Regions from separate parts of the Triticum aestivum genome. Here region 2 is linked to region 1. Evidence: chromatin contacts called from public Hi-C data. All regions are on one chromosome and are shown on one strand. Each heading gives the region's core, a stretch centred on a gene start, on an enhancer-like site or on the middle of the called end of the contact. The rest is flanking DNA. Distances are from core to core; before and after follow the strand shown.

The links. A called contact is a pair of places that touch in the nucleus more often than the background predicts.
Region 2: a contact with region 1 is called in a Hi-C map of leaf, with 5 times the contacts expected there. The contact joins the promoter of LOC123163058 here to the promoter of LOC123159531 in region 1. A contact is called at or near these places in 2 of 5 Hi-C or Micro-C datasets (both in leaf).

What each region holds. Positions count from the first base shown.
Region 1 is chr7B:449,303,965-449,308,821 of IWGSC CS RefSeq v2.1, reverse strand. LOC123159531 reads right to left here and starts at 3,046. Exons shown (of 3, transcript XM_044577364.1): 1 at 2,450-3,046. The coding sequence starts at 2,887.
Region 2 is chr7B:450,128,041-450,132,435 of IWGSC CS RefSeq v2.1, reverse strand. It overlaps LOC123163058 (ubiquitin-conjugating enzyme E2 28), which reads right to left and starts at 1,635. Exons shown (of 4, transcript XM_044580821.1): 1 at 1,232-1,635; 2 at 1-18. The coding sequence starts at 1,301.

The DNA of each region.
Region 1 (4,857 bases), core at 1,797-4,296:
TTTGTTCAACTAGGTGATACTGTTGCCCAAATTGGCTCGACCAGCATCATGGGTCAGTGTGTCATTTAGTTTGCCAAAGTGCAGGGAGTTCGCACCTTAAAAAACATCATGTGGCACATGTACAATTTGCAACTTGAAATCGATAATACTACCAGCGTCTTAGGTTGATGCATGATTATGATTGTTTTCTTAGTATGTTGTTGTCCTGTCAAATAACATCTTTCTCATCTCAATATTTACTTAGCTCTGTAGATGAACTGTTGTTAACAGAAGCAAAAATAGAAACTTAAATAGCTTGGTGCAAATGTGCTCGCAGAAAGAAGAATGTCAACCAGTATTTTGACACCTTATCGTCAGTCTTCTGTCTACTTGCCAATCCATTCATGTCATATACTCATTTAGGAAGGCAATTATTTACCATAATTTCAATGTTTTGCATCTTGATTTATTTGCGTAATTATCTACCATCTATTGGAAAAATTGGCGGGCATGGATAGTGTGAAAGGCATTGTCACCCTGTTCTTGGGCTCCGTTCCACCCTCATCGATCTGAAAGTGTTCGTGTTAGTCTGTTCGATGCCCCGCAAATGTTCAACGAATTGCTTCTGAGGGGGGCGGCTGTCATTTGTCTTACATGGATGGAATGGGCGCAACGGTAGCGAGATACTGCAGCTTTCGTTGATCCGGCGATGCTCGCATTATTTCTCTTGTTTTTCTCTTATTTTTCCTTTTTGGGCGTGATTGTGTTGTTTGCCCCAGCGTGGAACTCATTCTTGTATCGGGTGGTTACTATATTAATGTAGTGGGGTCAAAGCCTATTTCGAGGAATGGTCTACATTTTTTTTGTCTTTATCTTGGAACTTCATCTAAATGTTGGTTGCTCTTGAGAGTTTTTGTTCCAATCAGATCATGTATCCGCTGTAACCGAAGGTGATCATGCTCACATGCCACAGATTTAGAGTAGTGTGTGGGATTTCCAGTAGAAGAGTAGCTTCACAGATGGCTCTTCTTGGCGCCGCTATCTCTTGTGTGGACGTCCTTGCCGTGCCCATGTCAATGCAAGCCGCAATGCATGAGACTAATATTATAGGCACTCCACATTGACTGGTTATTAACTGCTATGTCCTTTCGTTTATTCGTAAATAAATGGGATGTTAGCAAGTATGTTGTCTAAATTTGGCTCATGCCATACAAAAGATTATTTAGATTGTTTTCTCCAGAAAAGAGATGATTCAAATTGGTTAGGTGGAAACATATTATTAAATTATCTGGTTTATTTTTGTTTCTTTCAGGCTTCAATCTGGAAACAGATTGTTCAAAGAAGTATTCTCATTATGACCAATCTTGAAACGAATAGTATTAGTCGAGACGTGCGTTGCACGTACATGCTTACTAGTAATGTCAAGAGAGGTCGGGGTAGACCGAACTTGACATGGGAGGAGTCCGTAAAGAGAGATCTGAAGGACTAGAGTATCACCAGAGAACTAGCCATGAACATGGGTGCGTGGAAGCTTGCTATCCATGTGCCAGAACCATGAGTTGGTTGCGAGATCTTATGGGTTTCACCTCTAGCCTACCCCAACTTGTTTGGGGCTGAAGGTTTTGTTGTTGTTGTTGTTGTTGTTGTTGTTGTGAAAACCTCTACCATACACGGCTGATGACTTGTTTCCGTAACAGTGCATTTAAAACTAATACTGTTACTACTAGTATTTAGTTGCAGGTTCTATGTGTAAAGCGTACTCCAAATTCCCCTAGAAGAAGGGTGGTCCAAATTCCATTCTGTTGCAGCAACTGCTCGGTGGTAAATTTCAGGACATTCTATCACTAAGCAGCCAATGCACAAACGCCAGGGGCCACATTAACACTAGACATGCCCGATTCATGTGCCAAAATTACGTACGAGCTTCGCCCTCAATTGAAAGGAGGGTACAAGTATATACTGTGACAGCAGTGGATTTCGGATTTATTGCACATTACTTCTTGTCTTCCTGACATTTTGACAGTCCAACACCACAAAAGTGGAGAACAAAATAGTAGAAATCTCGGAGCGAGGCTAAGGCTAATCGAATCGAACAACGCGGTGTGCTTGGTACTGCATTTTAGGACCTGATCTCTGCCTCGAAAATAGTCGAGGAAGGGGCACATTGCGGCTAGGATTTTCTATTAGCGCCGAAATGGCTAAGTCTCAAGAAGCAGCAGCATATGATATGTTGCTTTGGCAGAAAAGCTACTCTATCCGCCGCACTGGCATGTGCATTGAGGAACAAATTCTAACATATTGATCCACTGAAAATTCGGCGACAATGACATGATGCCAATGTAGAGTATATGTATATAGAGTTGTTAGCAGGAAAAGACGGCTAGTAAAAATAGCAGACAGCAACTGACTAGCGACGTCACCAACGTTGACCAGGGAAAGCAGAGAGGCGGGGCGGTAGTAGAGCTCTCACCCGATCCACGTCGTCGTTGTCGTCGCCGTCGCGGCGGGGGGACGCAGCGGGCCCCCTCCGCGCGCGCCTGCGGATCCGGCGGCCGGCGCCCGCGGCCCTGATGACGTCCTGGATCTCCCACAGGGTGGCGCCCAGCTGCCGCGCGGACGCCCCCGACGAGCTCCTCCTCCCCGCAGCCGCCGCGTCCGCCGGCGGCTTCTCCGGCCGCGGTGGCGACGCCTCGAGCTTCCAGGACGGCGAGGGCGTGGCGCGGCCCGCTCTCCGCCGCGCCCGCGCGGCCGCCAGCTCCCGCCGCAGCGGCGCCGGGGCGGCGGAGTCCTCCTGCGGCTCTTCCCGCGGCCGATTCGGGGTCCCATGGCATGGCTGCTCCCCGCCGACACCGCATTTCTGCGGCAGCGCCGCCGCTGCCGCTGCCGCTGTCGGTGGCTCTACGTCCATGGCTGCTGCCCCGCTATCTTGGCGTGCGGCGTGCGTGCCCCTCTTCCGCTTTCCCTTTCCCTGCTGGCTTTTTCTTGTTCCTCCTTGGACGCTCTGACTATGGAGCCATCGTGCCCTGCGTCCTCAGCTTCGCTTCCTTGTGCTGTCTCCCTGTGCACAGTGTTTGCAGGAGTAGAATCCCAGGCAGTAGAATCCCAGGCCGTTTTTTTACTGCCGCGGTGTGAAGGGAAAAGGGGTGGCCTGCTCTGGAGAACGGCGGTTGTCAGAGGAGAGGAAATTTTTACTTGCGGCGCATTGATGATTGATCACTCACTACTCAGGCCAACTCCAACTCCACTGCGTCGACCTCGTCAATTTCCGGTGCGTCCGTTTGACGTAAAATGAATGAATCAGATGACACAGCGAAAACGTAAACAGACTTTTGTTTGTTTTATGTGCGCTTTCAACACATCCTCGGTCTAAGTTTGAGCCTTTTTTTGTGAAACGATGCGCGCAGACGGGTGGGACGCGCGCGCTTGTCCTTCCCTGACCCGCCCGTCGGTGACACAAAGCACCAGCCCGGCGCCCCATTTCGCGTCATTTTCCCTTAAACCCTCCCACGTCCCGCCCACCACCCTCCCCCGCCCATGGCCGATGTCCCGCCGAATTCCGGCGGCCAGGACGTCGATCCGCCCGCAAAGGTGAAGAAGAAGGTGGCCAAGGGTCCGAAGAAGCCGCGGCCGGAACTCAAGTCGGCGGAGCTCGCAAAGATAGACGTGGAATCAACGAAGAGGGGGAACCAGAGGGCGGTCGTCAAGGGCAAGAACGCCGCGGCCAAGTTCGTCGTCGACCGAGCTGCGCTGGAGTCTGCGCGGCGCAAGGCCGAGGTCGACGAGAAGGAGGGCATCCTCAACAAAGCGCACGCCCTCCTCATGCTCGAGAATTGCCTCCGGCGGGTTTCTCTGCAGCGCCCGTCGGCCCGGCGAGCACAGGCTCGTCAGTCGCAGGCCTCCGTACTGTCCCTCGCCGATGTCGCGGACCACGTCTTTATCGCCTGGTTTTCCTTCGCCAAACTACGAAGGCCAGACCCATTTTTCGGGGTCGTCGGACGTTGGCGTGATCGCGCCGTCCACCCTGCACCCCTCGACTGTCATCGACCTCAACGTCATGCTGGGGTCCAGCAGCGGCGGCCGGTGATGTCTACTACGCAACCTTCTTCTTATAAATGTTGTTGGGCCTCCAAGTGCAGTGGTTTGTAGGACAGTAGCAAATTTCCCTCACATGGATTACCTAAAGTTTATCAATCCGTGAGAGACATAGGATGAAGATGGTCTCTCTCAAACAACCCTGCAACCAAATAACAAAGAGTCTCTTATGTCCCCAACACACCCAATGCAATGGTAAATTATATAGGTGCACTAGTTTGGCGAAGAGATGGTGATACAGGTGCAATATGAATGGTAGATATAGGTTTTTGTAATCTGAAAATATAAAACAGTAAGGTAGCAAGTGGTAAAAGTGTGCGAAAACGGTATGACAATGCTTGGAAACAAGGCCTATGGTTCATACTTTCACTAGTGCAAGTTCTCTCAACAATGATAACATAATTAGATCATATAACAATCCCTTAACGTGCAACAAAGAGTCACTCCAAAGTCACTAATAGCGGAGAACAAACGAAGATATTATTGTAAGGTATGAAACTAAGTCAAAGTTATCATTTCCAATCAATCCATTGGGCTATTTCTGTAAGTGTCACAAACAATCCTAGAGTTCGTAGTAAAATAACACCTTAAGACACACATCAACCAAAACCCTAATGTCACCTAGATACTCCAATGTCACCTCAAGTATCTGCGGGTTTGATTATACGATGATAACCCACAAGTATTGGGGATCGCAACAGTTTTCGAGGGTAGAGTATTCAACCCAATTTTATTGATTCGACACAAGGGGAGCCAAAGAATATTCTCAAGTATTAGCAGTTGAGT
Region 2 (4,395 bases), core at 386-2,885, 830 kb before region 1:
TATCTTCCGCCACAGGGCCTGTTCAGTGAAAACCAGATGTTTTAGTCACACAATGGAACCTCAATATAAATTCCCATAGTGCTATTGCACGCAATGGGCTAAGCAATGATACTTCAACAAGAGGACGGTAACAACACATTACTAGCAAAGCTTAGCAGACCACCACAGAAGAACTTTCAAGGTTAGGATGGTCAGCAATACAGAAAACCTCAACTACGACCATGCATATTCATGGGTACCCCACGCATCCACACATGAACTACTCACTACAGATAACCTCAAGTGTTTTTTTCCCATCAACATGTAATGATGTAGTGAGTGATTACTAGTTCAAAATGGGGAAACTACTACTTTAAACAGGGATTCCAGATGCATAACAGCATAAGAATGAATAACTGTAGATTATATCAAAACTGCCCTGACCATTTTTAGTGCCTATCAGCAGCTAGAAGCAATTTTGCCTTACCGTTGGTAAATTGGTAGGCAAGTGTGACATTTTCGATAAAGGCACGGTTACAACACATTATTAGCAGCAAAGTTCAGGAATGCTTGACTACATGCATGCGTAGTCATGGTACCCCAGAGGTTAGGATGTTCTGGAATGCTGCTTGCATAAGCATCCACGCAAGCACAACCATCATCAATATGTAATAATGACAATGTAATGACTGATTACGTGCTCAAAAGGGGGAAATTGCTATGTTAAACCGGGAGTCCAGATACGACAGAAATGAAGAAACTGTAGATTACATCAGAACAGTCGTGACCATTTTTAGTGTCTATTGGTAGCTATGGGAATTTTTGCCAAACCGTTGGTGGATTGGTAGGCGAGCGTGACTATTTGCAGTAGGTGTTTGGTCCACTGCCAATGTTTTTCCTTCAGGAACAGTACAACTACCATTTTATGTGTGCCAGTAGGCTAAGTGTATTGGCTCGTGAGCATGGGATATCCAGCGACCAAATTTGCTCCACCAACGGTTTGCCCTCCCTTTCAGATCCTCGCCGGTTACTGCAATTTCTACCGGTTCTACACAGAAATTCCCAAAAGCAGCATATATCTAGCAAATAAGTAGATCTTCTTAATTAATCGAGGTGCATATATCTAGGAACGAGCCCACGAAAACGACAAATCATCACACATGCATCTGTCACCGAGGGATCTTCCGGGGGGTGGTGGTAAATAAGTAGAGCTAGCTGGTAATAAATAAGTAGATCTGGCGGCAGAAATTACCGGCGCTGCAGGAGGTGGGGGGATCCCTCTGCAGGTCCTTGAGCTCCTTGAGGATCCGCTTGGACGCCATGGGGACGGGGCCGGCTGCCGGCTAATCAAGCGGCGGGGCTAGTTGCGATTCCGATCGGAATCGAGAGGAAGGAGTGGGACGGAGTGGGGAATAGATCGACGGGGAGCGCGTATATGTAGTCGGGGAGGGGTGGCGTGCGGAGGAGAGGGGAGGAGATTGGGTTGGGTTGGAGCGGAGGATGGTCACGGCACGCAGGGCGGTCTCCGGAAGCTTCCGGCCTGGGTGGAGCACGCGGTATTGCGTACGGGCGACCAGAGTGCTGGCTGGCTACGGTGGCCGGGTGCGCGGTCGGTCGCGTTAGACGGACGCGGCTTTCCCCGCGAGGGCGGGGAGGGTGCGGGGAAAACGGGTCGGCAATGCGTTTGGTTCTCCTTCTTTTCCCTAGCTTTTCCTGGGTCCGGCCTCTTTTTTTTTTCTTGCTCGAGCACAAGCCATTGGCAATAGGTTTTTTTCCTCTAGGGTTTCCCTTAGTCGCAAATATCCTCCGAGAGCGGCTTGTGCTCGATTGGTCCGATGCGCTCCAACACGATGTACGGCCCGAAGAATTTGAAGGCGAGCTTGGCTCGAGGGCGGCTGACCACGGGCTGCCGGACTTACGGCTGCAACTTCAGAAGAATTTGCTCCCTAACCTGGAAGCTTCGATCCCAGAGATTTCGGTGCTTCGCACGCTCGAGCCAAGCTCCCTGGCCTGGTTCTTCTTGACACGGCGCTGCGCACGCTCGAGCTGGGCGCGGATGAGGGTGGTGCGCGTCGTCCAATCCAGATCTCTCCAGTCGGGGGCGTCTCGGACCAAGTCCTATGGCACCCAGGTTGGCCTCCTTGCCACGCAGTGCCTTGAAGGGAGTACAATTGAGCGCGGAGTGGAACGTGGAGTTGTACCAGAACTCCGCCATGGCAGTCAATGGCGCCATTTGCATAGCGAGTTGTGCACCACGCATCGCAGGTACATCTCAATGCACTGGTTCACGCGCTCGCTCTGGCCGTCCGTCTAGGGGTGGTAGGCGGTGGAGTAGAGCAACCTTGTGCCGGCGCCGACGAGCATTTCCCACCACAAGTTGCTGGTGAAGACTTTGTCGCGGTCGAAGATGGTGGAGGACGGCACGCCGTGGAGCCTGACCACATTATCCTAGAACGCGTGCGCCACTTGCGTCGCATTGAAGGGGTGGAGGAAAGGAACAAAGTGAGCGAACTTGTTGAACCGATCCACCACCACCATGATGGAGTCAAAGCCCTCGGATGTAAGCAGACCCTCCACAAAATCCATGGTCAGGTCCTCCTGTTGGGGAACGTGGTAATTTCAAAAAAAATCCCGCGCACACGCAAGATCATGGTGATGCATAGCAATGAGAGGGGAGAATGTTGTCCACGTACCCTCGTAGACCGTAAGCGGAAGTGTTATGACAACGCGGTTGATGTAGTCGTACATCTTCACGATCGACCGATCCTAGTACCGAACGTACGGCACCTCCGCGATCTGCACACGTTCAGCTCGGTGATGTCCCACGAACTCACGATCCAGTAGAGCTTCGAGGGACAGTTCCGTCAGCACGATGGCGTGATGACGGTGTTGATGAAGCTACCGACGCAGGGCTTCGCCTAAGCACCGCTACGATATGACCGAGGTGGATTATGGTGGAGGGGGCACCGCACACGGCTAAAAGATCAATGATCAACTTGTGTGTCTATGGGGTGCCCCCCTCCACCGTATATAAAGGAGTGGAGGAGGGGGAGGGCCGACCCTCTACTATGGCGCGCCCTGGGGAGTCCTACTCCCACCGGGAGTAGGATTCCCCCACTTCCAAGTAGTAGGAGTAGGAGAGAAGGAAAGGGAAGAGAGAAGAGAAGGAAGGAGGGGGTGCCGCCCCTCCCCCTAGTACAATTCGGACTAGGCCTTGGGGGCGCGCGGCCTGCCCTAGGCAGCCCCTCTCTCTCCCTTAAAGCCCAATAAGGCCCATATACTCCCCGGCGAATTCTCATAACTCTCCGGTACTCCGATAAATACTCGAACCGCTCAAAACCTTTCTGATGTCCGAATATAGCCTTCCAATATATCGATCTTTATGTCTCGAACATTTCGAGACTCCTCGTCATGTCCCTGATCTCATCTGGGACTCCGAACAACCTTCGGTACATCAAAACACATAAATTCATAATGTAAATCGTCACCGAATGTTAAGCGTGCGGACCCTACGGGTTCGAGAACTATGTAGACATGACCGAGACACATCTCCGGTCAATAACCAATAGAGGAACCTGGATGCTCATATTGGCTCCTACATATTCTACGAAGATCTTTATTGGTCAAACCGCATAACAACATACGTTGTTCCCTTTGCCAACGGTATGTTACTTGCCCGAGATTCGATCGTCGGTATCACCATACCTAGTTCAATCTCGTTACCGGCAAGTCTCTTTACTCGTTCCGTAATGCATCATCCCGCAACTAACTCATTAGTCACATTGCTTGCAAGGCTTATAGTGATGTGCATTACCTAGAGGGCCCAGAGATACCTCTCTGACAATCGGAGTGACAAATCCTAATCTCGGTCTATGCCAACTCAACAAGTACCATCGGAGACACCTGTAGAGCACATTTATAATCACCCAGTTATGTTGTGATGTTTGGTAGCACACAAAGTGTTCCTCTAGTATTCGGGATTTGCATAATCTCATAGTCATAGGAACATGTATAAGTCATGAAGAAAGCAATAGCAATATAGTAAACGATCAAGTGCTAAGCTAACGGAATGGGTCAAGTCAATCACATCATTCTCCAATGATGTGAACCCGTTAATCAAATGACAACTCATGTCCATGGCTAGGAAACTTAACCATCTTTGATTCAACGAGCTAGTCAAGTAGAGGCATACTAGTGACACTCTGTTTGTCTATGTATTCACACATGTACTAAGTTTTTGGTTAATACAATTCTAGCATGAATAATAAACATTTATCATGATATAAGGAAATATAAATAACAACTTTATTATTGCCTCTAGGGCATATTTCCTTTCAGTCTCCCACTTGCACTAGAGTCAATAATCTAGCTCACATCGCCATGTGATTTAACACCAATAGTTCACATCTATATGTG